Linked DNA regions of Mus musculus: region 2 is linked to region 1. Evidence: chromatin contacts called from public HiChIP or PLAC-seq data. All regions are on one chromosome and are shown on one strand. Each heading gives the region's core, a stretch centred on a gene start, on an enhancer-like site or on the middle of the called end of the contact. The rest is flanking DNA. Distances are from core to core; before and after follow the strand shown.

The links. HiChIP or PLAC-seq counts read pairs in DNA pulled down with a chosen protein or histone mark.
Region 2: a contact with region 1 is called in an Esrrb HiChIP or PLAC-seq map of embryonic stem cells, with 5 times the contacts expected there. The contact joins the promoter of Cmklr1 here to the enhancer-like site in region 1. A contact is called at or near these places in 7 of 39 promoter capture datasets (cranial neural crest, embryonic stem cells, frontonasal cranial neural crest and 2 more), 1 of 15 datasets of contacts at CTCF or cohesin (CD8 T cells), 1 of 484 Hi-C or Micro-C datasets (brown adipocytes), 4 of 115 datasets of contacts at active chromatin or transcription factors (CD8 T cells, bone marrow-derived macrophages, embryonic stem cells and 1 more) and 3 of 9 other capture datasets (adipose tissue, liver and pancreatic islet).

What each region holds. Positions count from the first base shown.
Region 1 is chr5:113,547,421-113,554,558 of GRCm38.p6, reverse strand. Wscd2 (WSC domain containing 2) reads right to left here. Exons shown (of 9, transcript NM_177292.3): 2 at 3,225-4,136. The coding sequence starts at 3,624. Among named protein-coding and RNA genes, the nearest start is that of Gm52822, 6.8 kb to the right of the region's middle. Within about 2 kb of position 3,693, at least 10 of the 459 cell types and tissues checked have an H3K27ac peak or open chromatin away from gene starts, as enhancers often do. A contact at or near this core is called in embryonic stem cells, where this site is marked.
Region 2 is chr5:113,647,425-113,654,562 of GRCm38.p6, reverse strand. Cmklr1 (chemokine-like receptor 1) reads left to right here and starts at 4,173. Exons shown (of 3, transcript NM_008153.3): 1 at 4,173-4,342. It overlaps Gm52823 (a long non-coding RNA gene), which reads right to left and starts at 3,819. Exons shown (of 3, transcript XR_003955975.1): 1 at 3,686-3,819; 2 at 3,114-3,405; 3 at 992-2,376.

The sequences.
Region 1 (7,138 bases), core at 2,444-4,943:
CTGATGGGCTTTTTGAGCATTGAGAAGAAGGCACGCATGCTTTGGAAGCCAATAACATCACTTATCTGGCGATCTCTCTAACCAGGGCAAGCCACTGCTCTCTGAATTCTGTCTTACCGTGTAAAACATGGACCAAAACAGCCTCCGATTCATGGAACAGTGCTAGTTAAATAAAGCAATGAATCAACCCTACACGGTCCAGCCCACAGCAGCCGCTCAATGGTTAGCACCGGTATTAACATCTGGACCCAGAGAGTGAGCCAGGCACGTGCGCAGCGCGCTCTAAGCCACGAACAGGAAATGAACTGCAGCGAGCATGAAGCAGGCATTCAATAAACGGCATTGTTACTGCTGACAGCCGTAGTGGCCATGTGACGGTCTCTCAGTATCCCACAGGGGTGGGGTTCAGCATCCCCCCAACATGTGGTGTCCAGCATCCCCAACATGTTAACAAAGTGCAGCATTTGCACAGAACTCAGGCCTCACCTCCCTCTCGTGTTTAGCAGTTCTCTCTAAATGACTTTAGCCCCTAACACAGTGTGAACTCTGGAAATACAAGGGAAAAGCCAGTGTGTGTTCCTTACAAATGCATTTTTCTTAGTAGTAGTTGTTGTTTTTTAATCTGTGGTGGGCTGAATCCCTGGGTATAAGCCCTCAGCTATGGAGAGCTGACTGCATTTGGTTCTCATATCTCACAGGCACGTCAACATACAGATACACAGTCACACGATCCACTGTGTGACCTGTGACATGCATCTGATCAGACTTGGAAGCATCAGAGTACTGGAGCTGGACAAAGCAGAAATCGGGAGGTCCCCTGACAGAGGGAGAGTCACACATTCATTTACCCACTCTGCCACTCAGGCATCCGTTGGGTGCAGCCAGAGCGAGCACCTGGCGCTGTCCCAGGTGCTGACGGGTTGAGTTGGCAAAGACTGGAATACCCCTACCCGCTGGAGCACAGCATGCAGAGACCCAGCTGTTCGAGCAAAATGCCTTTGAATGTGATGTGCATGGCTTCAGGGAGTGTGGCTGTGACCCATGCACCAGATGGAACTGGTTAGGTCACTCTGGAAAGTGGCTATGGGAGGCAGAGGCTCCAAAAAAGGAGCTGTGCAGAGATGTATGTGGGGGAAGAGTCAATAGGCTGAAGGACTAAGCTCCTGAGGCAAAGAGAGCAGGAACTCGCTCTGTGCACAGCAGGGACAGACGCTGCAGTGCAAGAGGGAATCTGAGAACTTAAGGATCAAGCTAGCAGGGACTTTGGGGACTTTAAAGGACAGGGTGTTGTTTGGAGTGGCCAGAGGTGGAATCTGAGGGGCTAAGGTGGAAAGAGCAGTGATTTCTCTAACAGACCAGCCTCTCATTTATGAGATGGCTGCCCTCCTGAGAAAACCCCGGGGGTACTTCCAAGCATTGCTAACTGCCAGTTCTGTCTCAGATGCATTGCTAAGTCCTTGCCGGATCCACACCTCACCGGGCTCTCAGGTCTGTGTGGAAAGGAGCCACTGTGAGATAGGTGTGGAAATTGAGGTATAGAAGGTCAAGCCATTGTCCGAGTCACACAGATGGCTAAGGTGGGCTGGAATCCTAGGCCTGAGTCCCCAGCCTGTTTTGTCTTCTTGTCTCTGTGAGCTCTGGGCTCTCTCACAGGAGAAGATGGTAAGAGTCTTCTAGATAGCTTCTGTGCCAGGTTCAGGCTGCGACTGGGGCGAGAGCCCTTGTCCCTGTCTCTAGGATGAGTCCTTCTGTAAATCCCGTGCCTTCCAGGGGTGAAGAAGAGCACACAAAGGCTTGGGGGACCAATCCTCTCACCCCCCCCATCCTCATCAGGTTCCCCGCACACCCTCTCATTGTAATCTCCTGAGCCATGGCTATGGCAGGTTTCCCCAGCCTGTTGGTCACATGGTAGCTGCCAGTGGAGAGGGGATACCTTCAGAGAAAGCCAGGCATCTGGATAGACGGTACTTAAACCCCAGGTTATATCGACAACAGCTGTGAAACCCTGAACTGGCATCTTTCCCTCTCAAGCCCCCACTTCCACATCTGGTTCTTGATTTTAAATTATTTGTACGTGTGTTGGTGGCTATGTGCCAGAGGCATAAGATCCCCCCTGGAGCTGGGGTTACAGGTAGGTACATACCACCTGACATGGATGCTGGGAGTGGAACTGAGTCCTCTACAAGAACAGTATGCATCTGATCTCTGACCTGCTGGACCATCTGTCCAGTCCCATTTGCTCGTTTGTGAGACGGGGTCTCCTAGCCTAGTCTGACCTCCAATTTTCTATGTAGCTAAGAATGGCCTTGAACTTCTGAGACTTGTTTCTACCTCTGTAGTGCTAGGGTTACAGGTGTGCACTACCCTGCCTGGGGGCTGAGCCCCTGGGGATCCTGCATGGTGGGGAAATGCTCTATTAATTGAGCTACTCACACATACTCCTCCCCCCACCCCAGCCATCCACATCTGTTAAACAGGCATGGGCTCATCTGTATCCCGTTCTAGCCTGTGGTATGTACCAGAAATCAGAATCTTTTTGGGTATAAAAGACTGAGAAAATGCAAGGCAATGGAAATTTACCCAAAGCAGTGTTAGTGCCTGGAATATTGTCTCCTTATTTAGCCCAGGCTAGCCTCTGACTCCTCCCCTCACCAGGGCAGTGTTAGTGCCTGGAGTATCACCGCCAGGACAAGAATTCTTTAGCATGGCCTTAGCTTCACTTTGCTAAGTAGCTGCCATTAATCCTAGGCTCCCAGTGTCTTTTTCTCTTTCTCTCTTTGAAACAGTTTCAAAGAACGCCCAGGCTAGCCTTCGACGCCTCCCAGCTCAGCCTCCCCAGGGCAGGGATGTCGGTATTCACTGCCTGCCCAGCTGCCTCCCTGTCTTTACACCAGGAAGGGTAGCAGGCTCTGTTCAGCACTGTGGGGGGCGCTGATTCTGCACATGTCAAGTGCTCACCACGGATGCTAGGACGATCGGTCGGTGCCCTGGAACCCTGATTCTGGAGTTGCTGTGTGTTTAACAAGCAGTGGGATTCTAAACCAAGGCAAGTGTGGGGTTCAAATGGAACTTGCCAATTAAGGAGTAGCTGTGTGACTCACTGATTATGGATGACAAGTCCAATGTCCCTACATTCACGTGTGTCTGGAGCAACGAGACCAGTTTTGTGGCTGTTATTTCTACATTGGTGCCTGTATTTTCCCTCAATCCCTCCAGGACCTTACCTTTCTCCTCCTCCTTTTCCTTCTCTTTCTCCCGGACAACCCTTCCCTTGAGGGCTCGGCTCCAGGCTCCTCCGTAGTCGCCTAGCTTGGCTCTCTCGCTGGTGTCCTTGCCCTTGAATGTGGGTCCGTACCTGCGTGCAATACTGGAGGCCTCCACCGTGTCCCGGAAACCTCTGCCCAGGTGCAAATCACCCAGGAAAGGCAGCTCCGCTCCTTCTACCGGGCTCCCCGCTGCGGGGCTGGCCTGGCTCTGGGGCACCGCAGGCTGGCCCACGAAGCCCGAGTGCAGGAAGACGAGGCTCCCAGCGGTCAGGTAGATTGCCAGCAGGGTAAAGAAGCGCACCGGCTTCCTGCGGAAATACCGGAAACACCGCTGGAACTTGAACCAGAGCTTGGCCATAGCAGGATCATTCCGGACTTGCTCACTTGGGGCTGGCTGGGTGGATGGCTGGGAAGGGGCGTGGAGGGCGTGGCTTCTTGGGACTTCTCAAGAATGAAACCGCAAGGGCTTGACGCTCTCTGATCCCTCCACAGAGACACTGTAGCAGGAAATCAAGCCAGGCACCTAGCTGAGTCCAGAGGTGACAAGGACAAAGGTTGCTGGAATCCCAAGGTCAAGGTGAGCTGCTTGGGGTCAAGAAAGGGGACTTACAGGACGCAGTCTCCATTCCTCACATTTTGTTCCTCACCCAGAGTGTGGCTAAAGAACTCTAGTGACAAGGACTGGCGGCTGCAAAGTCACTCTGACCCCTTCTTAGCCCCTTGGGCTGTTGAGTCTGATTAGCTCACGGAGAGAGCTCTGATGCTGGCCTCTTCTCTATCTCTAACAGGTGGCCAAGCTGTATGCCACCTTCTGTGGACATGTGCTGAAAGGACTCCATCTGGTCAAGCTTCAGGCCACCGGGCTACCACCTGTAAAACAGTGGAAACAGGCATGAGCCCCCCTCCCCCCGCCCCCAAGCCCGGAATGGAAAGAGGTCCTGTGCAACCTCAAGGGGGTGTGCGGAGGCCCCGAGAGGGCTGGAAGCTCTTGGAGAGCTGGGCTGTGTGGCCTCCAGGAGTGCATAACCCCGCCTCCACTCTCTGCCTCACTGGAACTGGGGCGCTTCAATCACTGTGCTGGAGTCTGGGGTTTGTATAGAATGGGCACACATCCTCCCATGGGTCTCCACATATCTCACATGGCCTAGAACACCTAATACAATCTCAGTGCTCAGGAGTACTTAAAAAGTAATAGCAAAAAAGAACTTTAATGTGCATTCAGTATGGACCCAGTGGGTGCTTGTGTGTGTGTGTGTGTGTCTGGTATGTATGTGTTTGTATGTGTCCGTGTGTATGTATTAGTGTCTGGTATGTATGTGTGTGCCTGTATGTGTCTGTTTATGTATTTGTGTTTCTCTAGCATGTATGTGTGTATATGTATGTATGAGTTGGTATGTATGTATGTGTTTATGTGTATGGATGTTTGTATGTATGAGTTTGTGTTCATGTATGTATATATGTATGTATGTCTCTTTCTGTGTCTGTCTGTCTGTGTGTGTTATGAGTATGTATCTGTGTGTGTCTCTGGTATGTATGTGTGTGTGTATGTATGTATGTATGTATGTGTGTGTCTCTGTGTGTGTGTGTGTGTGTGTGCATGTGTGTGTTATAGCCAGAGTTCAATGTTGAGTAACTTTGTCAGTTACTCCCGTTGTGTTTTGAGACAGGGTCTTTTCAATAAGACTGGAAGCTAGTTTGGCAACACTGGCTGACCAGTGAGCTCCGTGCATCCTCCTGCCTCTGCCCTTCCACTGCTGAGTTCAAGTCCCCATGTTTGCATGGTCAATTCTTCACCCAACTGAGCCATGTCCCCAGCCCCATGCTTTCCCCCTCATGGTTGATTGAATCTGTATGTAGAAGCCACCAGCAGGGCAGAAGCCCCAGCTGCTTGCCCCTCCCTTGTATACAAACTTTTATCAAACATGCATAGATACGTGGGTTCCCCTAAGGCCAAAGAAAACCTTGAGACTTCACTGAGCCCAAATTCATTCCTATGACTCCCCTAAGGAGACCAGCTGTGTTCCAGCTATAGCTGAGATGCTGAGATAAGACATACCTCCCCGGGGCTTGTGTTCTAAGGCAGAAATCAAATCTACGGGCCATCATCTCTGCCTGAGTGGGAGATGGGAAGGGAGAGAAGCAGGCTTAGTAAACAATACATCCGTGTGACCAGCATTGGCTGTGGGCTTGCAGGTGGCCAGCTCTGGGCTGAGCGTCCTCTATAGAATATAATCTCATTTATTCTCTAGTATCTTACAGGTGAGGGAAGGGAGGGCTTCCAGGATGAGTGGGGTAGCACTGCAATTTAAAACCACAGGGTGTTTGTTTGTTTGTTTGTTTGTTTTTAGAGAGGGTTCCATGTAGCCCAGGCTAGATTCAAACTTGCTCTCTAGCTGAGGCTATCCCTGTACTCTCGTTCTTCCTGCTTTTACCTCCCAAATGCTGGGATTACAGGTAAGTGACATCTTGCTTGGCCAAACCACAGCTCTTTACCTTTTTTGACCCCGTCTCTCCACAAACACTCTGGACACTGCTTTGACAATTCAGAGATAGCCTCAAAGCAAGAGCCCGTATCTTTCTATCGACTGCTGCCACTTCCCCTGGTCAGGGCTTTCTGAGAGGGCCTGATGGTTAGGAACTCAGATTTTCCTGGGAGGTGTTGAAACGTTTTGATTTTCCACAGCTACATCTCTGCTGTCACACGGTGGCCTTGGAGAGGGCTCATGAGTAAGAAAAGTCGATTACCCCACTCTGGGCCATCTGCCAGAAGGGAGGCCTGGATGTGGGTTGACTATTGGGTAATGCTGTTTCATATAGCCACCAGCAGGGGGCGACAGGATGCTCTCAGCCAATCACGGGAGACCCAGTTGTCCATTACCAGTGGAAGTGGGGGCTCTGGGACGGCCTTTCAAGCCACATAGCAGCTCGGGAGTTTCACTGAGGTTCTGGGTGGTGTCTGCCACCACACTCCTTGGGACTCAGCACTTACTACACCAACCACCTCCTAGGCATGTGGAATTGATACTTGAGCACGGCACAAAAATCCACGCATATCTGCCACCAAGCATCCATCTGTCTGTCTATCTGACACCTTCACCCTCTACACACCCATTAGTTTGTCCACCCAACCATCCACCCTTTTATCCATCTGCCAGTCTGTCATCTTCCTTCAGGACACCTACCCACTCATCCATCCTTCTATCCAAACTGTGACAGACCATCTGTCCATCTGGCCTTCCTGAAAGTTGTCCATTGATCTCCATGTGCCTGCTGCGGCATAATCCTATGGATGTCCCCGTGTGCGCGTGTGCACACACATGCGTGCACACACACAAATAGATAGATAATAAATTTAACTTAGAGGGACACAAGACTATGTAATCTATGGTCTGCCTTTAGGGAACCAAGGAGGAAAACATACATAGCTGCTGTATCGGCTACACAATGACAAAGCCCAGGGTGGGAGTATGTATCTCATGATACAGAACAGCAATTCACATTAATAATGTTTAATAAGCACTTACACACATCACTCCATGTGTAAGTATGTAAGTATGCACACATACTCACATGCACATTCACACATGTGCACACTTATACACATGGACATTCACATTACATGTACACTTATATATATGCAATACATGCTCACATATGCACACTCACACTCATACCATGCATGTTCAAACTCATGTGCATTCATAAACTTACATATATACTCATGCACATTCACACTTGCACACTCATGTTCATACTTACATGCACATTCATATATACACATGTACATACTCACACATGCACACATTCCCACACATGCACACCCATACACATGCATGCTCACACTCACATGCACATTTATAGACACAGGTACA
Region 2 (7,138 bases), core at 2,924-5,423, 100 kb before region 1:
TGCCCAGCTACGATTTCTGATTTCCATTTTTAAGTAGCTTTTAGGGTCAGGTCTGACCTGTGGACTCTGCTCTGGGCTCCTGGGAGGCGAAGCCTGGGCTACTGGGGGCGGAGCTTGGGCTACTGGGGGGCGGAGCCTGGGACGATCTGGACTTCTGCAGAATCCTTCACACAGGGGAAACAAGGTAGCTCTACCACACGTGGCTGTGTGCCATTGGGGAACTGACTTCAGTCTCTGTGCTGCTTCTCACTCGGGGATAAAAATGGTTTCTGCCCCATGGCATCTGCGATGCCAAAGTCCAACAGTGGGACAACGATGCCTGTCTCAGTTTTCGCAGGTCCTCTCCAGCTTCAACCTGCTCTAGCCTGGTCTCCTCTCCCTCAGGAAGCCCCCCCCCCCCCCCCCCCCGAACTGTGGCTCCCAAACTAAATGCTTTCTCTTCTAACTCGCCTTGGTCATGGTGTCTCTTCACAGCAGTAGAACAGTAACTGAGACCGAAGGTGATACCAAGGAGGGAACCGTTGGTGACAGGCCTGACCATGGGGGATTATGGGGGATGCGGAAAAGTTTGGAACTTTGGACTAAGAAAGTGGTTGAAAGCTGTAAGCAGAACTTAATGGGCCATCGTATTAGGAACGTGGAAGATCTCAGCGCTGAGAGCACTGTAGAGTCCCAACTCCCGAAGTTTCCGAGGGGAATTATATTAGCAGCTGGGTTAGAGATTAACCTTGTGATATTTTGGCAAAGAATATGTGGCTGATTTTTGTTTGTTGGTTTTTTTTTTATTATTACATATAAGTACACTGTAGTTGTCTTCAGACACACCACAAGAGGGCGTCAGATCTCGTTACAGATGGTTGTGAGCCACCATGTGGTTGCTGGGATTTGAACTCTGGACCTTCGGAAGAGCAGTCGGGTGCTCTTACCACTGAGCCATCTCACCAGCCCCTTTTTTGTTTGTTTTTGTTTTTTTTTTTGTTGTTATTGATTTTGTTGTTGTTCTTATCCTAAGAATCTGAAGAATTTTGGAGTAATTTCATTGGCAGAGATTTGGAGACAGCCTACTAGTGACTGTGTCATGGGGTCATCAGCAATCACAATGTGCTACAATGAAACAGAGCAAGCAGGATGAAAAAAATCTAAAGGGTAGTTTGATGAGGAGAACAGCAGAGTGTAATATTGGAGGCAAGTCCTGCACTTCAGGAGTTGAGCCTTCTAAAGACTGGCCCGTGCTAAGTGGAATAAAGGGATTGGTGCCTTCAGAGCAAGATCCCACACAGCTAAGCTGGCAGAATTTGGTGGCATCGAGCATGTAGTTCTGACTTTAGAGCCATGGAGGATACGGGAGTAAAGGCGTTGGATAAAGGGTGTGTGTCCGGGATGTCCTGCATGGAGGAGGCCATTTCCTGAGGGTGAATACTAGGTTACGTTGGAGACCCCGAGATGTTGGAGATGCTGCAGACAAGGTGCGGAAGCAGCACAAGAGAGTGAGGTGTGTCGCAGTGTCAGTCAGTAAGGCTTGAAGGGTGGAGCCATCTAAGCTCTTTGACATTGGACATGGAGCTACAGGATTTGGAGTTTGGGGTTTGGTCTTGCTCTGGTCCAGTTTTTCCCTCACTACCTTTTCTCCCTTCCATAATGGCACTGTATATCCTGTGTCATTGTATGTAATGTATATAACTATAATGTGTACATTGTATGCATTGGAAGTATGTGATCTGCTTTTTGAACTAGCAGAGGGGAAGAGAGAGATGTGGATTTAGACAAGCTGGTCCTCTAGGGTACTGTGTTGTATACACTATATACAATTACAATGTATACATTGTGTGCATCGGAAGTATGTGATCTGCTTTTTGAACTATCGGAGGGGAAGGGAGAGATGTGGACTCAGACAGGCTGGTCCTCTAGGGTACTGTGTGACCCTGGGGAACTGACTTAATGGCTCTGGTTCAAGCAGTTATCTGGGGAACGGAAAGGTCAGGGTAGTTCTGCCTTCTGTGTGCTAATGTCACTGACTGGCCAATTGGGAATGGCACGTAGCACTCTGAGGGGTCAGGCATTGTGGTGCTTTGAACCTGTCCCCATTGTGTAGCTGCTGGGAACTTTATCCCCCCCCCCCCCAAGGAGAGGTGGGGCCTTTAAGGGATGAATCTGTTTTAAGTGTTCTGGCAGACTAAGGCCATTGCTGCTGACAGGCTGACAGGCAGAGCTCAGCCCTCTCCTCCCTGCTCCTGTGTGGCTTCACCTCCTGTTTCCCACCACAGGCAGCAGGAAGCCCACTAGACACCAGCTTCCGGGCGGCTTCCCACCTCCAGAACCCAGATCTACAGAAACTCCCGCTTGTGAACTAATGTAGTCTTGGGTGTCCCGCTATAGCTGCAAAGACAAAGACAGGTGGTGACAGATACAACCCAATTGTCTAGGACTTTGAGGCTGAGCTGAGAAGGTACCCCCTCCCTGCCTTTGTCTTTGACCTCCCCTTCCCCCCGCTCCTCCTCCTCTTTATCCTTTCTCCATTCTTCTCTTGTCTTTATCCTCATCTCTCTATCTTTCTTCCCCTCCCTCCCCTCACTCTTATTTCTCCTCCCCTCCCTCTTCTTCTCTCTCCTCCCTCTTTCTTCCCCTCCCCTTCCCTCTTCTCTCTCCTCCCCCTTTCTTCCCCTCCCCTCCCTCTTCTCTCTCCTTTCTTCTCCCCCTCCCCTCCCTCCTCTTCTCTCTCCTCCTCTTCCTTCCCCTCCCTCCATTCTTCTCTCCTCCCCCTTTCTTCCCCTCCCTCTTCTCCTCCCCTCCCTTTGTTCCCCTCCCTCTTCTCTCCTCCTCCTCTGTATTCCCTCCTCTCCTCTCCCCTCCTCTCCTCTCCTCTCCTCTCCTCTCCTCTCCTCTCCTCTCCTCTCCTCTCCTCTCCTCTCCTCTCCTCTCCTCTCCTCTCCTCTCCTCTCCTTCTCCCCCTTTCTTCCCCTCCCCTCCCTCCTCTTCTCTCTCCTCCTTTTCCTTCCCCTCCTCTCCCTCTTCTCTCTCCTCCCCCTTACTTCCCCCCTTCTTCTCTCTCCTCACCCTTCTCCATTACCTTTCCCCTGCTTCCTTTCCTTCTTCTTTCTCTCCCCTCTCCTCACCTGTAAGTAGCTTTAGGCAGCAGGGCTTCCAACCATGACAGACCTCAGCTTGGTCTTAGCTGTGAGCCCGAGCCGGCTGCCTGGGCACAGATTCTGGTCCACGGCCTCAGCATCTCCATCCGCCATGCGTGATCTACTCTTCCAGCCCCGTTGCAGCAGGCATGGTGATGCATGACACTCTCAACCAAAGCACTTGCTATGGATCACACAGGCCAAGGACTGTTATGTCTTCCTTCTGGAGGTTGAGGACTGGGATCTAGCCTGGTTGGGCTCCAGCTCTGCCATCTCCTAGCTGGGTAGCATAGGGTAAGAAACTTAACCTTTCTGTGCCCCAATTTCCTTACCAATAAACAAGGGTAATAAAAATACCTGTCCACAACCACCACTGCCGTAGGGAGGATGTAGTATCAAGTTCCTAGCACTGTGAAGGTTGTGTACTGAGTGCCCAGTACCCTGCCTTGTTCTTGGCTACTTCAACAATTCTGTTGCTGTCGGTGCCAATAAACTAGGCACTATATCAGGTGGTGGGGACAGACTGGGGAAGACAGGCAGCAGGCAGGACAGCGTGATACCTCTGTCAGTGCTTGCTGTGATGTGGAAACCCAGAGTAGTCTGTCAGGGGAGGTTTCTTCATCACGGAGAAGGAGCTGGAAGCCATCTGGCCACACTAGGGGCAAGAATAGCACTCAGAAGTAGGGAACAGCAGGCAAGAGGCCATAGGGCTTGCTACCGTCCCTACTGCGGGCAAAGATAACCAGCTGCGGGTGGGTCTTCAGGTCGGTCAGGAGTAACTTCCCCAGCAGCCTGGTTTCAAGGCTCCATTTGCGGCTCCAGTTGTGCGCCCAGACAAGGGGCGGGTCATTCCTAGTGGGCCGTTACCACCCAGGAGCCCAGCCTGGCTGGCAGGCGAAGCCTCCTCTGGGGGAGTGGCGGGGGGCCCACTCCACACAGCTGGCGCCCCCGCCCTCCCCAGGCTGTTTCCTGCTCCTCCCGCCCCTCCCCGCTCCAGCTGTTTCTCAGGCTGAGTTCTGTCCCTGTCCCCACACAGAACACAGGACAGAGGGAGGCTCTTAGGATGTTGTGCTCCGCGGGGCTCAGACGAAATCTTCTGTGAATGGAAGAAATGCTTCCAAGCAAACAGCCACTACCAGAACAACTGAGAAAGAGGCCAGAGCGCGAGTTCTCAAACCCTGAAGTCGCAGGAGCCGGAGGGGGATATTGGAGAGAAGGTACAGCACTTGGTTCTGAGTCCTGCAGAGGGCGGGAAGGGACGCGCAGGCAGGGACTGGAGCTCCTCTTTGGGTGTGTGTCAAAGGAAAAGTTTCTAGCATAGAATCAGAGCTGAAGAGCGACGCTGGTGTTTGTGAAAACCAGCGTGGCCACCGCAGGCCATCCGTGAGGATGAATCCTTCCTCGACTCAGAGCAAAGCCCACTTGTGCCGTGCCACAGACCACCCCCGTCAGGCTCTCCGGCTCCCGAGAGGACAGTTCAGTGGCTGCTGACAAAGGCTGGCCTTGGGGGCATGTAACTACTGTGAGGTCCACTTCTCTTTTTGTTTTTTAGTATTCTGAGTGACCAGCGCTGCCATGAACACTTTGTGGGATAGTTTTGCTTTGTGTATTAGTCCCGTGGATATATTCCCATAGGTGACCCCATATCACTGTGTGTGTGTGATGCTCTGTGTGATGTCCAGATGTGCAGGCAGAGGGAGAACGTGGGGTGTCTTCTTCTGTCACTCTCTGATTATCATAAGCCTTGTCAAGGTCTCTCATAGACCCAGAGAGAGGCAGAGGCAGGAGGATCTCTGTGAGTTCAAGGCCAGCCTGGTCTACAGAGTGAGTTCCAGGACAGCCAGGGCTACATGGAGAAACCATGTTTTAAAATTATTTTATTTTTAATTATATATATGCATGCCAATATCTATGTGGGTCTGTGCATGTGAGTGCACGTGAGTCCCGGACAAAAGAGGATCAACTTCCCCTACAGCTGGTGTTACATACAGATGCTGATGAAACCATGTCAATGCTGGGAATTGAACCTGGGTCTTCTGGAAGAACAGCTGGTACTCTTAACCACCGAGCCATCGCTCCAGTTCTTCACTACCCTTTTTTAAAGATATGTGAGCTGTCTGGTCATGGCAATTTCTTCCTGCTGACGCTGTACATGGCATGGCATAGGGGTGCAATAGCCTTGAAGCCTTCTTAACACTAGGGCTGCCTGCCTCTGCTTGAGATGCTTCTGCTTGCAACTCTTTATGTGATGGGGCAGGGTCTCTCGCTGGGACCCTGAGCTCACTGACTAGGCTTAGCTGGCTGGGCAGTGAGCCCTATGGATCTTCCTGACTTCTGCTTGCAACTCTTTATGTGATGTGGCTCAGAGAGGACAGGCCACAGGTCTGAGGTCACACAGTGAGGAAGTGGAGGAGGAGGAGGTCTTGTGTTTGCTGTGTCTTAAGAAAGCCTTGATTTCCCTTTAACTCTCTCTCCTTCCCCTTTCCAAGGGGATCTGTGGTTCTGGCTTCTGTCAAGGGCAAGGCTGGCTTGTCTCAGGACCTTGCTGCTGCCAGTGTGTGTGCCTGTTCACAGTTCACTCAAGCTGCAGAAGGGGCTGGCTCGGGACTCTCTTCTGAAAGGCTTAGCTTAAACTTGTGGGGTGTCTGGCATGTGCGAGATATCATCTGAGAGCCAAGGACAAGTGGCTCTGGACTCGCCCAACTCTTTGAGGAGTAGATGAACCCCATACAGGCTTCTATCTACCTCAACCCAGTAGAGAGGTCTCCGCACCCCCATATAGCTGCTTCCACATGGTCTTATAATCTGTCACTCATCTAGTCTGTCTCCTAGCAACCTGGGGCTCACTGAGGCACAGCTCAGTGTTATGTCCCTGGGGACCTCCATCCCCTCCCTAAGAGCTGTCCATGGAGAAGCTGGGCCCCAGTTTTAGCATCTGCAGAATGGGCTGGGAGACTGGACTATAGTCCTGCCTCTTAGATGCCTGATTACGAATGACATCTTGAGGTGGTTTTCTGGACTCGACCATGCCTCACGATGAGGGTTCTAGTAACACCCCCAGTTTGCAGATTAGAAACCCGAGGCCTTTTAGGGTTCTAGAGACAGACCACCACAGACTCTATAGGGCCCCGCAGCTCTAGATCTGGGTTTGTGCCTCAGTTTCCACATCTGTGAGACGGGGTTCTGAACAGGAGCTACCCAGTAGAATTTTTACAAAGGAGAAGTGAGATAGGATCTCCCTGGCAATAATGCTTGGCAGACAGTGGTCCAGTGTGTGTATGTGCAGTATATGTATGTGCAGGTGTATGTGTGTGTGCATGCATGTTCATAGGAGAACAGACCTCTGCCTCCCCAGCACTGGGGTCAAGTGTTCACTGCCACATCCGGCTTTTACATGGTTGCTGAGGCTCAGACTCCAGTCCTTGTGCTGGCTTGGCAAACGCTTCACCCACTGAGCCATCTTCCCAGACCTTATCATGGGGTTTTCAGATTATTAATGTGACTTCTTCCCTGAACCACAGACACCTGTGACATTGTGACTGTCATCGACAGAATTCCAGGGGAGGCTCTGAGCTGGGATCTCTGTCTCTGTCTCTCCATCTCGAGAGACAGAGAGAAGCAGGGTCCTGGATATCTTCCTCTGTCACTGTCTACCTCACTGCTGTGACACCAGGCCTCTTGCCGAATTAACAGCTCACTGTTTCTGCCATAGTCTGACCATCAAGCTCCCCAAATATACAAGTCTTCTCCCCTCAATGTTGGAGTTACAGGCACACACACACTCATCCCCGGCCTTTAATGGGCAAGCTCTCTCACCCCCAGCCCCCTCCCCAGCCCTCGTGAGCATTTCTTAGAGTTCCAGTGTTTATGAATCATGCTGTCTAAAAGGTGAGCCGAGGCCATCTCTGTGCCAACGGGCTCTTCAGAAGGTTCGATGCCCTTCCTACCCGAGAGCGGCTGACGGCCCACAAGTGTTTTCCTGTTTTCCTCTGCCTAGGCTCCTGATGCTTTGC